2 separate regions of the Anas platyrhynchos genome follow, and region 2 is linked to region 1. Evidence: chromatin contacts called from public Hi-C data. All regions are on one chromosome and are shown on one strand. Each heading gives the region's core, a stretch centred on a gene start, on an enhancer-like site or on the middle of the called end of the contact. The rest is flanking DNA. Distances are from core to core; before and after follow the strand shown.

Region 1 (4,764 bases), core at 1,454-3,953:
TCTATTGTAATTGTTTTGCACAGTGGCAGTGTCAAAGCAGCTGCAGCAGTAGTCATTGCCTCTTGTATATTTTGCTTCCCTCCTTGCACTGTAGATGTTAATATACATTTGTGTATTCTTGAACTCATATCCTTAATGTAATCCTAAATATCCATTTGAATGGATATTTCTCCCATTTGAAACACGCTGTTTTTTTTTTCTTTTGTTTGTGTCCCCTCCATCTTTCCAGTCAAAAGAACTACAGATAAAGAAGCAGTTTCAGGATACATGCAAGATCCAAACCAGACAGTACAAAGCACTGAGAAACCATCTGCTGGAGACCACGCCAAAGAGTGAACATAAAGCTGTCCTCAAACGGCTCAAGGAGGAGCAGACCCGGAAGCTGGCTATCCTGGCTGAGCAGTATGATCACAGCATTAATGAAATGCTCTCTACACAAGCTGTGAGTCGCCTCCGAGGGACCCAGGGTTCCTCAGCCAAAGAGGGATGTTTGCATTTTAACCGATCTGTATCCTGACAGCAGGCTATCTGCTTCCTTGCTACACATGCCATACCCTGCGCAGTCGTTCCTCTGTATTTAAAAAGCTGAATTCAAATACAGAGGAAAGAGGTGTTACTCCCATCAGACAGGTTGGAGCTGAAGCTGCTCTTGCAGAGATGCAAAGTGATGCATCCGTGTGGCTAAAGGTCTGCTTTTGCATGAAGTCTGACAGCGTGAATGTCTCTGTTAGAGCATCATTAAATCATGTGCAACTTGCTGTCATAAGTCGTTTAGGTTTTGATTTGTCATTGATACCAACCAAAGCATGTCCCACTGGTGGAAGATGCTCGGTGAGTCATGGAGGAGTTCAGAGGTTTGACTTTAAACCTGAAAAAAAAAAAGTGTTAAAAGTGTTGTGAAGGTTCTGTAAACCCTTCTTAAAGAATGACCACCTGAGCAATTCTGTGAGTCCCTGCTATAACTGAATGTGCAGTTTTCTTTGCACTTCTTGCATATTGCATCCTGCTTGTCACTCTGCACAAATTTGACACTGTGAGGCAGGGTAGCTGGCCTAATTTATGTATCAGAAGTGAAAAGTTCAGTATTGTATTGCTTTTAGGTTTGTGTCATTTTATTCTTTTGCCCTAAGTCATACATTGGCAGGGATATGAACTTAAAGTCTCCTGCTCACAGGAAATTGGTTAATCCAGTTGAACAGAGCAGGAGACCTTTTCTTTGCCTCTACCAAAAGGACAGCTGTGGATATTAGCACCTCCAGCAGTCTGCTCTCTGCAGCATGGATCGTGGTTCCTGAGGCGCCACCGCTCATCAGCGTCACTTGCATCAGCACTGTGGGCTCACAGTCACCAGTCTTTGTCACTATAGGTTCTCTGTTCAGTGAAACCAAGTACAATGGAGACCAATTGTATTGCTAAGAAAACAAAGTCCCATCCCATTCTCTCCCTCTCCCCACAGTCCTCCCCGAGAGTGTCATGAGTGGTTACCCCATAGTGAAACATCTCTATTGTCTGCCTTTCCCAGCTGCGTTTGGATGAAGCACAGGAAGCAGAGTGCCAGGTTTTGAAGATGCAGCTGCAGCAAGAATTGGAGCTGCTGAATGCATATCAGAGTAAAATCAAGATGCAGGCAGAAGCCCAGCATGATCGGGAGCTGCGTGATCTTGAACAGAGGGTATCCCTCCGTCGGGCCCTCCTTGAGCAGAAGGTAAAATGGGCATACGAGCATCATTAGCACACTCAGATCTCAGATCCTAAATTGCACTGTACCTATCAGCATAGAGAGAAATTGCTTTTACCTTGCTGTATACAGTAACATGGATCATTTGGATATTCGCCTTTCTGGGATGATAGCTCAGTGACACGCAGGCTAAACTTTGCCAGCTCAGCCATCCTATGTAAGCAGCTTCTGGCTGGGATAGAACTGCTTGAGGCATGCCAGAGCCGGAGGGAGTCGTGCCTCTCTGCACAGAAAGGAAAGCAAACTCTTCATTCTGTCTCTGAGCTGCAAATTAACATCACCAGTTTATAAAAGAACAGATGTAACAACCTAACATGAAGTTTTTTGGTTTTTGCCTTGAAATTTGCATGGTACAAGCAATTTGGGGGGGCAAAAAGGTGGCAGGGGGACGGGTTAAAATGTATTAGATGGACTTGGGATTTGAGACCCTGTTTTTTATGGTAATATGTTTGATTATTTTGGTGTAGCTCTGCTCCATTTGTCAGTGTGTGGAGACCCAGCTGCAGTTCCCTACGAAATGACACTTGTTACAGAAATACTGCTGTCAGCAGCGTTGCCCTTAAACTGCACTAGCCAGAGCCACAAGCATGGGCAAACTGCTGCTCCCTGGGTTTCAACTTGAATTGGCTGTTATATGTGTTAAGGGGCTCCTTGTTGAAGCATGCTTTTCTATGCAGTGCCAGAAACATGGTGTTTATAGAAACGTGTGCGAGGGAGGGGTCTGTGCAATCCAGAAGAAGGGTAGTTAGTGCAGCAGTCAGTGAAAGGAAATGCACAGCTTTCCTCCTGCAGCTTTTTTCCGTTTTTGATTTGCTCTGTGGGTGCCAGCTGTCACCATTCACACAGCAGTCCCAAACTTTGCTGCTGCTCGGCGATTATTAAATTACAGCAATTACTCTGTGGCCTCGAGGTTCTTCACACTTCTCCCAGAGGCTAACAGATGGATGCTTGGCTGGTAGAGGGCCCTCGTTGGAATAAAACTGCTCCACCTCATGGTGAGCAGAGGAAGCATCTCCAAGAGCACAGCATGGGCCTGCTGTGCTTTGGTCCCCTGCAAGTAGATGAATCTCTGGAAGTAACTGAATTTGTGAAAGCAGAGATCCTGTGTGGCACCCACGCGTGGAATAGCTGTCCTTAAATTCCATCGCTAGTCGTTCCTCTCCCATCCAGCTCCTGTCACAGCCCTGCACGTAAGCGTGTAAGCAGGCTGGGTGTGCATTGCCCTCTGGCGGTGCGAGCTGACGAGAGCTCTGGGAAGCAGTGTGACATAGCAAGCCTGCTGCTGGCCATCTCTTTGTGCGGGGGATCAGCAGAGACTGCACTGCACACAACATGATGCCAAAAGCTGAACTGAGGCCAGTGGCTCATGGAAACGCACATCAACCAATATTAATGTTGTACAAGTCTTTCAGCGTGCACAAGGATCAAAGTCTGTGCACAGAAGGCCCATACAAATCATTTGCCATTGGTAATGGGGAAGGAAGCTTAGTAAAGTTATAGTATAGTGGAGAAAAGGAAACAACAACAGTAAATTCTAAGATAATTTTTCCTTTTTTTTTAATGTGTCCTGTATGTCTCTGCAAGACTAACACCTTAAAAACAGATAGATAAATAAATAAATAAATAACAGTCCATCGACTCCCATGGGAGGGAGCCTTTATTTAGCAATATAAGCAATGCCAGTGCATTGCTGCTCACAAAGTTGTGGACCAGAGGTGAGACTTTCTTGCTGGGATTACAATTACTTAGTGGCAGCTCAAGGAAAAAGAACTGGGTGCAAAGGTAGATGCACCCTTCTTTTGCAGGGATATTCCTTACAGGGAGGGGTGGACAGACTTTGTAGGAGTTGCCAGTGCTCTGGTGTGGGTTGCTCAGCAGTGTCACCAGGGATTTGTGTGCCTGTGCTCACTGAGGCTGTCTGGCAGCCAGGGAGAGGGCAGGTACGTGCACAAGTCGAATGTCTGAATTCACGTGCACAATTACATACCTAGCCTGTGGCAAAGTCAGTCCCTGATGTTCCACGGTAAATGAGGTTCCAGAAGTAAGCATGTGCATAGGATTCTGCTTCCTTCTCAGCGCAGTGCTCTCCGTTTTTGGTGGTGCCCATCACCACAGTAACTCAACAGAGCGTAAATGACTCAGGCTAAGGAGCCAGCAGCCAGCCCCATCCCTGCACAGTCTGTAAGTGCCAGTGACTGAGGTCCAGTTACACCCTGATGCGATGTTGTTCGTATTGCACCAGTCACAAGCGTGTCCCAGGAGTGTCTTTAAAAGACTTCAGATTTACTCGTTTCCTTCTCATGTGCCTCAGGCACCTCATCTTCAGTCCTGCATCCTGAGGTTGTTTCTAAGTGATGTCATTTTAACACAGCGCGTTGGGCATGCAAAGTTGGATTGCACAAAGTCCTGTTTTGTTTTGTTTTCTGTCGCAAAGACTGAAAACTATGTGCAGCTAGATGTGCTGAGGATGCTCTAGTTCTGAAAGAAAAGGGGATTCTTTTTATATAGTGTCACTGGAAGAAATATGTGCAGCATTTTGAAGAGCTAACGTCAGAGAAAGCGCCTTCCTCTTGCTGTTTGCAAGCCAGCTGACCACTGCACGGCTCTCAGAAGAGTAGGGAAGGCTGCTCCGTGAGTCAGTGTCACTCACCTAGCACCAAGAAGCAGACAAGTGGAGAAGGCTGTTTCTGAGAGCCCAGAATGGCTCAGGAGATGACTCACATAGGAGCAGATTGTTTCCTAAATTCCAGATGAAGTCATTTTGAGTATTCCCTGACTAAGGCAAGAGAATGCTTACAGCGCTCTGCCCGGTACCTCCAGCACAGACCAAAATAACTCCTCTTGACCACATTGCTGCTGATGCTAGTGAGCTCTGTTTAAAAGCCTTGGCTACTGCTTTTTACCCTTTTGGCCTATTTCACTGAAGCCAAAAGTAGCTTTTTCAGTGCTGGCAAGAAGATAATGGAGCGATTCTTTGGTTCTCCACCTGCCTGCAAAGATTTCAGTAAGAAAGGCTTTCATCCCTC
Region 2 (4,606 bases), core at 311-2,810, 59 kb before region 1:
TGGTACAAAATATCTCTTTATTTATAGGAAAATAGGAAAGATGTTTCCTTGGTTTTATTGGTATCAGTAATATAGGGGCTTACAGAATTGTATTGTTTCATACTCAGGGCGCCTCAAAACTCTTAAGTGTTTGCAGGGCACCTTATAACCTGAGAACACTTACTTTGTGTATAACCCTGAATTTAAGGAGTGAAAGCAACACCTGCAAGAACACCTCTTCCAAGCTTTGTCCCTTACGTAATTATTTCTATCGATTTATTATCCGGACATCAGTATAAATTGTTATTTTGATGATTCTTTGCCCCCATGCTCCTGAAAGGGAAAGCAACTATAAACACAAGGGCGACTGACCTCAGCGATTTCCTCTGTTCAGACAGGAGCACAATGCACTTAAACACCATGACAAGGAGACTTGGATTGTTTAGAATTCCTCCAGCTGTAATCTATGGCAAAAACAAATAAACAAATATGTGACTACAAGACACGATAATTAATCCCTGCACGAAGCCAACTGTTATCTCTAGCTCGTAGACGGAGATACCAAAGCACACAGAGGTTCAACAACCTACCAAGTTCAAAACCCACCGCTGAGAGCCAAGACTACCGCTCAGGAGGCCATGTGCTCACTCTGTGAGATATTTTTTTCCCCTCTTCTGGCCCTAAGCCAGAGACGGTTGGGGCGGGCGGCCTGAAACACACTGCTGTGCTCAGGCCAGGGGTGCTGCAGACCCCTGCACCAGCAGGCCCTCAGGGGTACTGCTGGTGGCTGAGCTGCTCCAGCACAGCCCTGTTGGGTCTCACAATTCTTCTTCACAGAATCACAGAATTTCTAGGTTGGACCTCAAGGATCATCGAGTCCAACCTCTAACCTAACACTAAGAGTCCTCCACTACACCATATCACTAAGCTCTACATCTAAACATCTTTTAAAGACCTCCAGGGATGAGGTCTTCATCCCCTCCCCTGCCCCCAGTCCCCACCTTCCCCATCCCTAACCCCTCTTTCTCTCCACAGCCCCTTCCTCAAACCCTTCCTCAGTTTCCCCTTGGCTCCTGCAGCCCCACGGTGCCGTTACACCCTCAGCTCCCCCAACCTCAAGCAGAACCCTCTCAGCCTCCCCCTCATCCCCCTCATTTCCCTCAAGCACCCCCCATTTCTTTCACACCCCCCAGACCCCTTTGCCCACCCTCCCATCCCTCAGCCCCCTCCTCTTCCTCATCTCCCCTCTTCCTCACCTCTCCCCTTCCTCAGCCCCCTCCTCTTCCTCAGCCCCCTCCCATCCCTCAGCCCCCATCCTCTTCCTCAGCCCCCCTCATCTCTCTCACCTCTCCCTCAACCCCCTCCTCTCCCTCACCTCTCTTCTTCCTCAGCCCCCCCCTCCCCACCAGCCCCCCCCACAGCCTCACCTCACGCCCCCCCCACCCCCCTTTACCCCAAACCTCTCCCTCACCCCCTCACCACCCCCCCCCCAGCCCCTCCTCGCCCCCTTCCCCCCCTCCACTCCCACAGAAGGGGGGGGACGAAGCAGAAGGAGGAGGAGGAGGGCGGCGAAGTCTCGCGAGAGGGGCGGGCGGGGGCCGCTGGCTGCGGGCAGCGCGGAGCAAGCAGCGGCGGCGGAGGCGGAGGAGGGGGAGCAGCCGGAGCCCCGGGAGGCGCTGAGGGGAGGCGGCCAGGCGGGGCGGGCGGCGGCGGCGGCCATCGCGGCCCGGCCCGGCCCAGGCGAACCCCGCTCCGCCGCGGGCGGGCAGGCACGGCCCAGACAGCCGCCCGCCCGCCCTCCTCCCTCCCGCAACGCCGTGAGGCCTGGCCGCGGCTCGGCGAGCGGGGCCCTGGTGGTGGTGGCGGTGGTGGAGGAGAAGGAGGAGGTGTTGGTGGTGCTGGTGGCCGCCCTGCCATCTTAGCTGCCGTGCCCCGCCGCCTTTGTGCCCGCCGCGCCCGGGCACCCGGGGGGGGCCGGGCCCGACGCCCCTCCGGGGGCGCCTCCCCCCGCGGGGCCGCCGCCCCTTGCCCCGCTCCTCCTCCTCCTTCTTCTCCTCCTCCTCCTCCTCCTCCTCCTCCTCCGCGGGGGGCCGACCGGCGCTCCCAGCCCGGCTGCGGCGGAGGGTAAGGCGGGCAGCACCGCGGGGGGCTCGGGGGGAGGGGGGGGGAGGATGAGGAGGAGGAGGAGGAGGATGAGGAGGAAGAGGAAGGAGATGGCGGAGCGTGGGGGGGGGGGGCTACGAGGAGAGATGGAGGGGAGAGGCGAGGCGGAGAGATGGTTGGTGAGGTGGTGGGGGGGGGGGGGAGGAAGAAGAAGAAGGCGGCGGTGGGGCCGGCGCCTCCCCCGCCGGGCTCTGCGGCACTGCCGCAGGACCCGGGGCCGCTTCCCCGGCCTGGGGGGGCTCCTCCTGGGTGGGGGGGGCTGCTCCGGGGGGTTGGGGGCTGAGGTGGCGGCGGGGAGGGAGCGGTAATGGCGCTGCCGGGGTGTTCCCCGCGCCCTGCCGCTGTCACGGCCGGCTGAGGCCTAAGGGCTGCGGCCCGGCCCCCCCCGGGATTTTTGGGGAGGAGGGGGGAGAAAGAGGGGGGGGGGGTAGGTCCCGATGGGCCCCTCTCAGTACTCGGGCCCCCCCCCCCCAGCCCCGTGTTCCCGCAGATCTGACCGCGGATGCTTTATTTTTTATGATTATTATTTGATTATTTTTTTATTATTATTATTATATTTTTTTCCCCAAGCTCTTTTTTTTTTATTTTTTTTATTTTTTTCTCTCTCTTTTCCCTACCCCCTCGCTCCTCCCCGAGCGGTGAGTTCTCGGTGTAAATACCACTCGGCGCGGCGCTGGGGTGGGATCGGGAGGAAAGTGACCTATTTTGAAGGCCTTTTTATCGCTTCCCCCCTCCGAACGGGCATGTGCCGGCCGATTCCGTTAGCCAAATAGCGTTTCCCAACCATTTTAATTTGCCAGATTAAAATATCTCGCCGGGGCTAGGCTCCCGCGAGCCGGCGTGCGGGTATGGCTTTAGACAACCTCGCTCAGTCGCCTCTGCTGCAAGCCTCTCGGGAGCCTCGGAGTTCACCTTTGTCACTGTGGGAGCAAAAAAAAAAATAAATTAAATAAATAGAAAAGAGAGAGATGCCCGGCTGCCTGTAACGTGCAGTTGTACCATTGTGCTGGGTGCGGTAGGAGAACCAAGGGGGGGGGGGGAGGAAAAAAAAAAAAAAAACTAGGATTAAAATGGTTGTTGTCAAACGTAAGATCTTTACGTGTCTCAGGAAGAAAACGGCAGAGAGGACTTTGGGGTTATTTTCTGAGCAAAAGGCTCGGTGGTGGTGGTGCTCGCCCCTCCTGCTTGTCACGGCGTGGGGCATTTGGCCGGGTGGCATTCTGGTGGCTGAGGCGGTTTACATGGCACTTGGCTTAACTAGTTGGCCAAATCGTGTCCTTCACCTTTGCCCATCGCGTTTGGAGAGCCCTCACGGCCGTGTGGCCCTGCACGCCGAGGGCAGATTAATAAGATGGTACCTAAAGGTTTGGCTGCTATCGATTCCTTACTATTACTGCTATTTATAGAGCGTGTGACATGGCTCTTGTTTTATGTATTTGGGTAGAGGTTACCGGCTTGGAATGCTTCAAATGAAACGTTCCCAAAATACCACCCCTAATGCTTCATGTATTGTTGAATGGTATAGCTCGGATCCCCAGAGTCTGAAAAATAGCTTTGGCTATTAGCACGTCATAATAGTGCAAATATTGTGGCAAACCCTGATATATTTTGACACTGCGGAAGGCTTGTTTTCACTTCTCAGGATTACAAAACACCAACTTTTGTTGCAATAAATGCAATTTTAGATACGTGATCCTTGAAACAACTCCCGAGTCTACGTTTTTGTTTCTGTTGCCCCTGCTCCCAGTGAGCGTGCTGTGATTTTTGCCGCTTGTGTCCAAGGACAAACCTAATCAACAACTGGTTCAAGCCTTCGTCTTAGGTTCTCCACAACACTGGCCTAGTTCTGGCTGGTGCCTTTGCCATTTTTAGGACTCCTCTTCCTTTTATCTGTTGACTCAAATACATTGATAAACTTGAACCTCCATTTATCCTTTGAACTTGAGGGAATGTTTTTCTCCTCTGTTAAGAATGTCTCGCTGAAGAGAAAGGGATTCTGGCAGAACAGCTTAAATTAAATTTAATCTTGTTAAAAACTGGCTGAAGTAAGAACTCCTTGGGTAGTTTGATTTTATTTATTTATTTATTCTTTAACTAGGCTGAAATTAAGTGCTGCATGTAGAGGAGCAGATGTTGGAGTCAGAATTATGTACAGATAAGGTGACTTAGGCCTCAAGTGAGACTGCTGGAAAAAGTTATCTGTCATGGCCTTCCATTGAATTCTTCTGCAAGCTAAGTTGGAGAATTTTAAATCTGTACTTCCATCTAAATAACATTTCCATTTGTGCAGCTTTCATCTGGGCCTTATCCATGATAATTCATCGGGTTTTGTCACTAGAGTAACGTATTTTTAATGTGTTGTAAGACAGCCGCCGTTTTTGCGCGTGGTGAAATGTATCAGAAGAAAAGCAAATATCACACCAATAATTACATCTTCAGATGTATCCTAGTAGTGAATTTCCTG

What was found. A called contact is a pair of places that touch in the nucleus more often than the background predicts.
Region 2: a Hi-C map of subcutaneous adipose tissue shows a contact between it and region 1, with 2.3 times the contacts expected there. The contact joins the promoter of TAOK1 here to the enhancer-like site in region 1. A contact is called at or near these places in 6 of 8 Hi-C or Micro-C datasets (F5 follicle, liver, skeletal muscle and 2 more).

What each region holds. Positions count from the first base shown.
Region 1 is chr20:4,742,015-4,746,778 of IASCAAS_PekinDuck_T2T, reverse strand. It overlaps TAOK1 (TAO kinase 1), which reads left to right. Exons shown (of 20, transcript XM_027471817.3): 18 at 230-442; 19 at 1,523-1,705. Among named protein-coding and RNA genes, the nearest start is that of ABHD15, 15 kb to the right of the region's middle. Within about 2 kb of position 2,703, at least 1 of the 8 cell types and tissues checked has an H3K27ac peak or open chromatin away from gene starts, as enhancers often do. A contact at or near this core is called in subcutaneous adipose tissue, where this site is marked.
Region 2 is chr20:4,800,346-4,804,951 of IASCAAS_PekinDuck_T2T, reverse strand. TAOK1 (TAO kinase 1) reads left to right here and starts at 1,560. Exons shown (of 20, transcript XM_027471817.3): 1 at 1,560-2,103. It overlaps LOC101804034 (a long non-coding RNA gene), which reads right to left and starts at 1,184. Exons shown (of 15, transcript XR_011804259.1): 1 at 570-1,184; 2 at 352-443.